Regions from separate parts of the Mus musculus genome. Here region 1 is linked to region 2. Evidence: chromatin contacts called from public HiChIP or PLAC-seq data. All regions are on one chromosome and are shown on one strand. Each heading gives the region's core, a stretch centred on a gene start, on an enhancer-like site or on the middle of the called end of the contact. The rest is flanking DNA. Distances are from core to core; before and after follow the strand shown.

The links. HiChIP or PLAC-seq counts read pairs in DNA pulled down with a chosen protein or histone mark.
Region 1: an H3K4me3 HiChIP or PLAC-seq map of bone marrow-derived macrophages shows a contact between it and region 2, with 5 times the contacts expected there. The contact joins two enhancer-like sites. A contact is called at or near these places in 3 of 115 datasets of contacts at active chromatin or transcription factors (bone marrow-derived macrophages, embryonic stem cells and large pre-B cells) and 1 of 9 other capture datasets (embryonic stem cells).

What each region holds. Positions count from the first base shown.
Region 1 is chr19:45,982,483-45,986,710 of GRCm38.p6, forward strand. All of the region lies in intron 1 of Armh3 (armadillo-like helical domain containing 3), which reads right to left. Among named protein-coding and RNA genes, the nearest start is that of 4930505N22Rik, 14 kb to the right of the region's middle. Within about 2 kb of position 2,094, at least 17 of the 459 cell types and tissues checked have an H3K27ac peak or open chromatin away from gene starts, as enhancers often do. A contact at or near this core is called in bone marrow-derived macrophages, where this site is marked.
Region 2 is chr19:45,309,074-45,313,676 of GRCm38.p6, forward strand. No RefSeq gene overlaps it. Among named protein-coding and RNA genes, the nearest start is that of Gm29595, 8.0 kb to the left of the region's middle. Within about 2 kb of position 2,023, at least 115 of the 459 cell types and tissues checked have an H3K27ac peak or open chromatin away from gene starts, as enhancers often do. A contact at or near this core is called in bone marrow-derived macrophages, where this site is marked.

The sequences.
Region 1 (4,228 bases), core at 844-3,343, 670 kb after region 2:
ATATTTCTCAGCAGAGAGGCTTAAGAGATGGCTCAGTCATAAGAACTGATGCTGCTCTTGCAGAGGTCCTGAGATTGGGCTCCAGCACCCAAACTGCACTTGGAGGCGGAACGAACGGAGACCCTTCATTCACATGAACAAACCTACATTCGAACACATGAGCATACATAGAATATAAAAACTATCTGGGCGATGGTGGCTTGTACCTTTAATCCCAGCACTTGGGAGGCAGAGGCAGGCAGATTTCTGAGTTCAAGATCAGCCTGGTCTATAAAGTGAGTTCCAGGACAGCCAGGGCTATATAGAAAAACCCTGTCTTGGAAAAAAAAAAAAAAAAAAAAAAAAAAAGAAGAAGAATGAGCTCTAAGACAATCAAGGCTACACAGAGAATTCCTGTCTCGAATAATTATTATTAAAAGTATCTCAGAAAATGGAAAAATTATAATACAGTCATACAATTTAATATACAGAAAATTAAAAGACATTAATAATACATGAAACATGGGGGTTAAAGAGATGGCCAGTGGACTTCTAGAGGACCCTGGAACAATTTCCAGCAACCACATGGCAGCTCACAACTGTCTGAAACTCCAATTCCAGGGGATCTGGCACCCTTACACAGGAATATATACATTCAAGCAAACACCAATGCATATAAAATAAAAGTAAATAAATCAGCCAGGGTTGGGAAGAATGATGTCACAAGCCTTTAATTCCAGGACTGGAGAGGCAGAGACAGTCAGATCTCTGGCTTTGAGGTCAGCCTGGGCTCACTACAGAGTAAGTCCAGGACAACTTGGGCTATACAGAGAAACCCTGTCTCAAAGCAAACAAACAAACAAACAAACAAACAAAACAAAACAAAAAAATCACACAAAAACAAACAAGTAAAAAGTGATTCATGAAACAGCAGTTAACCTTCACAGAAATGCTACATAGAAGAGTACAGCCTGCTGATTCCATTTCTGTAAGATCAAAAGACAAAACTCATCTACAGTGACAGAGCTGGGACAGCAGCAGGGAGACAGTAGCAAAGAAGCACAAGAAAACCTTCTGAGATCCCAGGAATGCGTCACTCTGGTGTCAGTAAGGGTTAAGCAAAATTTTGGGGGGTTAGAGGGGTTGAGACAGGGTTTCTCTGTGTAGCCCTGGCTGTCCTGGAACTCACTCTGTAGACCAGGCTGGCCTCGAACACAGAGATCCACCTGCCTCTGCCTACCAAGTGCTGGGACTAAAGGCATGTGCCACCATGCCTGGCTGCAACAAGTACTCTTAACCACTGAGCCATCTCTCCAATCCCTTGTAAACATTACTTAAAAGATGACATCACACTAACTTATTTTTTAAGTCAGGATCTCTTACAGCCCAGGCTGACTCAAACTGTGGGTAACTATGAACGGCTAATCCTCCTGCTTCCACCATGCAGGTGCTGAGATGACAAGCATGCACCACTATGCCCAATTTTATGCACGTTTTAGGTTGCCTTCTGTTGCTGTGAAAAAGACTATGACCAAAAGCATCTTGGGAAGGAAAGAGTTTATGTCAGCCTACAGCTTATAGTTCATCATTAAGTCAGGGCACAAACTCAAGGCAGGAACCTAGAGGCAGGAGTTGAAGCAGGGATCATGAAAGAACAATACTCATTAACAGGCTCCCATGGCTTGCTTAGCCTACTTTGTTATAGCGCCTGGGACATCTGCCCAGGATAGTGGAGACCACAGTGGATTGGGCCTTTCCACACCAATCATCCATCAATCAAGAAAGTGTCCCCTAGACTTGCCTACAGGCCAATCTGAAGGAAGCATTCTATCAGTTGAAGTCCCCTCTTCTCAGATGAGCCTAGCTTGTGTCAAGTTGGAAACAAAAACAAACTAACTAACTAACTCACTGCTGCAATGTTAATTGAGCAAATTTAGTCCTCTGGGCATAATTATCCACCAAACTTGATTATAAATGGAAAGACATTGTCTTAGGGTTACTATCACTGTAATGAAACTCCATGGCCAAAAGCAACTTGGAGAGGAAAGGGTTTATTTGGCTTACACTGCACAGTCCATCATTGAGGAAGTCAGGACAGGAACTCAAGCAGAACAGAAACCTGCATCAGGAGCTATGCAGAGGCCACAGTGGGAACCTGCTTACTGGCTTGTTTCACATGGCTTGCTCAGCCTGCTTTCTTATAAAACCCAGGACCACCAGCCCAAGGATGGCACCACCCACAATGGCTGGGTCCTCTCCAAAGAATCACTAATTAAAAAAATAGCCTACAGGTGGGCATGGTGGCACACACCATTAATTCCAGCTCTGGAAAGGCAGTCAGGTGGATCTCTGTGAGTTCTAGGCCAGCCTGGTCTGGGTTCCAGGACAACCAGGCTACACAGAGAAACCCTGTCTTGGGGGAGAGGGGAGTGAGGGTGGGGGAAGAGAAACGAAGGAAGGAAGGAAGGAAGGAAGGAAGGAAGGAAGGAAGGAAGGAAGGAGGGAAGGAGGGAAGGAGGGAAGGAGGGAAGGAAGGAAGGAAGGAAGGAAGGGAGGAAGGAAGGGAAGGGGGAAGGGAAGGGGGAAGGGAAGGGGGAAGGGAAGGGGGAAGGGAGGGGGGAAGGGAAGGGGGAAGGGAAGGGGGAAGGGAAGGGGGAAGGGAAGGGGGAAGGGAAGGGGGAAGGGAAGGGGGAAGGGAAGGGGGAAGGGAAGGGGGAAGAAGGGAAGGGGGAAGAAGGGAAGGGGGAAGAAGGGAAGGGGGAAGGGAAGGGGGAAGGGGGAAGGGAAGGGGGAAGGGAAGGGAAGGGGGAAGGGAAGGGAAGGGGGAAGGGGGAAGGGGGAAGGGGGAAGGGGGAAGGGGGAAGGGGGAAGGGGGAAGGGAAGGGGGAAGGGAAGGGGGGAAGGGAAGGGAAGGGAAGGGAAGGGAAGGGAAGGGAAGGGAAGGGAAGGGAAGGGAAGGGAAGGGAAGGGAAGGGAAGGGAAGGAGGGAGGGAGGGAGAGAGAGAGAGAGAGAGAGAGAGAGAGAGAGAGAGAAAGGGCCCTACAACTAGATCTTATGGAGGCATTTTCTCAATTAAGGTTTCCGCCTTTCAAATAACTCTAGTTTGTGTCAAGTTCACATCAAACACTATAAACCAAGAAGAGAAAGATGAAATGGGGAATAATTCAAGTACAGGTCTGAGAGTACATTCAGTACTACAGAGCGATGATTCCCTGATTTAGATTCCCCTAAAGTACCTCCTAACTATATAGACTCCTAACCCTTCCCACTACTGAATCAGACTGCTAAGATAAAGACTAGGAGTCTACATTTTCCTCTATTGAGGTACAGTCTGTCTATCTGGCTATCCACAGCTGAAGAGGGAGTCCTACATTTTTTTTTTTTAAAGATTTATTTATTGATTATATGTAAGTACACTGTAGCTGTCTTCAGACACTCCAGAAGAGGGAGTCAGATCTCATTACGGATGGTTGTGAGCCACCATGTGGTTGCTGGGATTTGAACTCTGGACCTTCGGAAGAGCAGTCGGGTGCTCTTACCCACTGAGCCATCTCACCAGCCCGAGTCCTACATTTTTAACAATCACTCCAGATCACTGGATCCTAACTGCCCCAGAAGACACTTGTCAATGTCTAGAGACATTTCTGGTTGTCCTAACCCAGAGAAATATCAATAGAATCTACTGGAGAGAGTCCAAAGACCAGGGGTATTGCTAAGCATTCTACAATGCACAGGAAACCCTCTCCAACAATGAAGTACCCACCCCATTATGCCAAGAGTGAATGATGAGATTAACAAACCCTATTCCAGAAATTCTATAAAGCTTAAGAAGGGCTCATCTAAACTGGGCTCCTGGCACACGCTTGTAATTCCAACATTAATTGGTGGCAAGAAAATCAAGTGTTGCCGGGCTATGGTGGCGCACGCCTTTAATCCCAGCAGAGGCAGAGGCAGGCAGATTTCTGAGTTCGAGGCCAGCCTGGTCTACAAAGTGAGTTCCAGGACAGCCAGGGCTATACAGAGAAACCCTGTCTCAAAAAAACCAAAAAAAAAAAAAAACAACAAGTGTTCCAAGTCATCCTCAGCTACATAATGAGTTCGAGCACCTATACTCCCAATACTGGGAGCTGAACCACCTCACATTCAGTGAGAGACCTGCATCAAAAAATGACACATGGGCATAGGTATGCACAACATCAGGGATTACATGGCGTGTCTGTAACTGCAACATTCAAAAGGCTGAAGTAG
Region 2 (4,603 bases), core at 773-3,272:
GCAAGCTGCATCCGGCTGGAAGGAGGGCAGAACTCCCTTCCTGCCCTCTCCAGGGGGAGGCAGCAGAGGACCATGGGAACTGCCCCATCCAGCTATAAGCACAAGGTTCCTTCAGGTCCTCTATCCACTGTGGAGTCCATATGGAGGCACTCGCCACTCGCGTGGTCTGAAGTTTTCACACTTGCAGCCCATTTCTCTGGTGCAAAGATACCTTGGGAAAGCTAGCCTGTTTTCAACTTAGTCTCCTGCCCCTTCTGTTCATTCTTTTTTTTTTTTTTTTAAAGATTTATTTATTTATTATGTGCAAGTACATTGTAGCAATCTTCAGGCACTCCAGAAGAGGGTGTCAGATCTCATTACAGATGGTTGTGAGCCACCATGTGGTTGCTGGGATTTGAACTCAGGACCTTTGGAAGAGCAGTCAGTGCTCTTAACCACTAAGCCATATCCCCAACCCCTTCCATTCATTCTTGAGCAGTGATTTCTTACATAAATAAGCAAACCAAGCCAAAACACTTTTTTTTTTTTTTTTTTTTTTTTTTTTTTTTTTTTTTGGAGACAGGGTCTCTCTGTATAGCTCTGGCTGTCCTGGAACTCACTTTGTAGACTAGGCTGGCCTCGAACTCAGAAATCCGCCTGCCTCTGCCCAGTGCTGGGATTAAAGGCATGCGCCACCACGCAAAACACACTTTTGTCTGCAGCTCCTGCCGCTCTTTATACCTCTCAGCTCTCATCACTGTGGGCCGAATGTGACATCAGCCTGCATAGAGCCAGTCTGGCTGGTTTAGTTTCTCTGTGTTCCCTGGGTCATCACTACGATGACTACTTTTAGGTAGAACATACCCAATCTTCCCTGGTGTCTCTTCTTCTCCACTCCTATCCAAACACTTGGCAGACTCACTTTCTTGGGTACAGGGACTGGGTCTGGCCCTGGAGATGACGAGGAAGACAGTCCTGTGTCAGCCAGCATTGGGCAGTGATGATTTGGAGGATCTAAATGCCTCAGCCTAGAAATCACACCCTCCCCCGGGCATGGGACTCTGGTCCCTCAGTCTGATAGGAAATTGGCCTTGGGAAGATCAAAGACAGGTGGAGGAGGAAGGTTAGGAGAGAAGAGGACAAGGGCATTTCAGCTGTTGACATAGTTTAGGAGCTAAAAGGCTTGGAAGTTAGACCTTGGGGCAGAGATCATCTCCGGTTCAAGGCTGGAGTGGGGTTGGGACAGGTGGCCTTGCTTGGAGGCCAAGAGGGACATAAGAATGATCAAGTTTTAGAGAGCCAAGGAGGAACTTTGAACTCTGAACTGGGCAGAGTGGCCAGGACTGGGGGTCTGACCTTGGCTTAGTAGAGTTGAAACCTCAGCAGACCAGAATCCTGTGCCAGCCAGTGACCAGCATGACCACAGCTGGAAAGGCAGCTGGGGAGTTGGGAGTGGACCGACCTTATCTCTCCCCACTGAGTCATCTGTCGTTTGTTCAAGATTCCAAGATGGAAGGTAGGCAGACATTTCCCCAATCATCTAACCTAGCACAATTTCACAGCTAGAGAAAGGGAAATGTGGAGAAGGCCCTTAGTCCCTGCCGCTGCCACCACCTCATCTGCCAGCCAGCCTCGTTCTCAGACCCAGCCTGACCTCATCCCATAGCGCTCCCAGCTGATCTGCCTGCCTGCCTGCCCCAAAAGTTTGTCAGAGATTGGATCTCACTGTGCATTTTGCTCTATGCCCAGTCCTGCCAGGGCTTTATGATAGGCTGGGAACACCCCTCCTTTTTCCTTCCCCAGACTGGGGCTTCTGTGGGGTGGGTTGGGGCTCCGTTGCTTTCCATTACAATGCCTTTTCACTGTGCCTCTCTGCCAGTCTGTCTTTCTCCTTCAACCACTGTCCCCTCTCTTCTTACCCCCTCCTGGAACTGCTGAGATGGATCTCTGAAGCTTCACGTTTCTGGGGTAATTGAGTTGTGCTCCTTGATCATGCTGGGGAGGAGGCAGTGGCTGCCCATTGGTCTGGCCCTCCCCCATCTCGCTTAACCCCGCCCACCATGATCCGGCAGCGAGCGGGGAGTGACAGGGTGCTTCCTCTTCCCCAGCCCAGCTGCTTTCTCCAGCTCCCCGACTCCCCCTTTCCCCCCCTTCCTGCTCCATCTCCTGCACAAATCACATGGTGACAGCGCCATCCAACCTTTGGGGAAGGGTTTGTAAATGTGTCTTCCTTAGCTCTGATCTCCAAATTGTTCCTTTTATTGCATTTGTCACGGTGAAGATTAAAGTCCCTGGGTGGCCTGCACTACAAATCACAGAGTCGGCTCTGGGAGCAGCTGCAGGTTGGGAACGATGGAGGGGTCTGAGCCCTGGTCCAGGGTATACTTGTGTGTACACACTCACACACTCCCCGTGTGCAGTGTGAACGCGTACCTAAAAACAGAAAGCTGGGGGCCCTGAATTGCCATTCTGAGCCATTTGTCCCCTCTGTAGCAAATGGTGACTTCTTCCTCCGGGCTGTCTTCCAGGATCCCTCTACCCATACTAGAGGTTGGGAGGATAACTCAGTAGTAGAGTTCTTGACTGGTGTGTTGTTGGAGGTCCTGGGCTCAGTTCCTAGTGCTGCAAGAAAAGGGAGTCAAGGTGAGCCTCTCCTGTTCTCTAATGGATGTTGCTGTCCACGTTGGTCAGGCGTGAGGGAAAGCTATGCTCACAGCAGAGGTATTTTGCTCTCTTAATGGGTCAAGGACGGCCCAACAGCCAAACTCCCTGTGCCTGAGCCCCATAGGCACAGCTGGCCCGTCCTTGTCCACAGCTCCCACATCCTTTTCTTTCTCATCCGGGACACAACTGGATGCAGGAGAGACACAACCAAGGAGCCCAGAGGACAAAGCTCCCTTGTACATGCACAAAACAAAACAAAACAAAACAAAAACGGTCCCTTTCCTACCCTTATGAGGTGGGCTTCCTGTCTGTCCCTCATGTACATTCATAACATTCAAATTTATGCCGTAATCTCCGCCGCTCCATATGTATGAGCCTTTGATGGGTGTTTGGGTTTATGGGATGCACCCAGCCCTCCGCTCCCTCACCCGCCCACCGCCTCTAACCACTGCAAAGACGCTCGTACATAATTGACATCGGCAGATTCTTTCATTATACAAGATTTAGCATCTGCTCGGGGATCGCTCTCTCCTCACTCACTATAGATGACTTTTCCCTGCGTTTCCTATTATCAATTCAAATTAGCCCCATCTCCCCACCCGACCAGTGCAGCGTTTACACTTGACAGTGAGGAAACCGCAAGGCTGTAATGGGCTTCTCAATTATTTAGGCCCAGTTAGGCCAGGACCCAGAAGGCCTCAACAAGGGTGTGAGCTGGGATGAGGTCATCACAGGAGAGGCTAGGGTAATAACCTCTGGATTTCCCTTCAACCTCCTGATAACCTTCACACCTCTCACCTTGGGGGACTCCCCGATATCTGGGTCTACGAGGCTGAGACAGTCCCTTACTGCCCCCACACTCCCTAGTAATACCATCAGGTGTATTTACTCAGTAGGAGCACCTAGTGACCTACCAACATTAACCAAAGAAGCAGGAGTCTTTCTTGCCAGTTGGACCCGCCCCTTCCTTTTATGAAGTATTTCTTTAAGGCTTGGTGAAGATAAGATGTGGTACCCCAGGACCTCAGAGAGAGGTATTGAAGCCAAACTCTGGAATGCCAGGAAAAGACAAGGAAGACAGGAAAGTCTGAGAACTCAGAGTGTGGCCAGGGCTTTGGGAGACAGGCAGAAAGCAGCTTAGGAGGCCCTTGCTCTGTTCAGACCATGGGGCTGTGCTGAGCTGTAATTAGGTCAGTGATGCCCACTTGCTGTGTCGCTCTGACTACTCCAGGCCCAGCCTCTTGGAATATAACTCTTGGGCCCGGGGGCTGGTCAGGACCCACTGTGCTCTCTGAAGCCCTCTAAAGGCCCAAGTGCTGGGGCAGAGTCTGCTAGTCAGCACCAGGCCCGAACCTCAGAAGACTGCCAGTGTTAGGCAGTATCAAACAGCCAGCTCCCACTCCCCTCAGCCCTGGGCTCCTCGGGCAGCCCTCCCCTCTCTCTCCTCTCCAGCCCAGATCAGTTTCTGAGGGCAGTGGTGGGGGAGGTGGCAGGCGGAGGTCTGGGAGGCTGTGGGATTACAAGTGGCTTTCCCATGCTCAGCCTCTGCAGAATCAAAGAATTCCTCCATCTGAGTGGATTTACACTAAGTCACAGGCGTGTGGGACCTTCTTTCCCTCAGCAACAGCTGGAAACAGCCCTAAATATGATTAATTAATGCTGTGAAAAGCCCCGGACACAATTAAGATGTGTGTGTGTGTGTGTGTGTGTGTGTGTGTGTGTGTGTGTGTGTTGGATGGGGCGGGAGGGATAGGGGAGAGAGCAGGGCAACAGGAGGCATGTAGATTTCCAATTTAGCTACCTATGGGAGCCCTCCAAGGAAGCAGAATGACATTTCCCCAGAGACACTTCTTTGACATCCATCCCAGGCAGGGGTCATTTTATCCTGCCTCCAGTTTTTGACAGATTAGTCCTTTCCTTTGTCCCAAGGGCACTGGGCTATTTTCTCTCTGATGTGGGA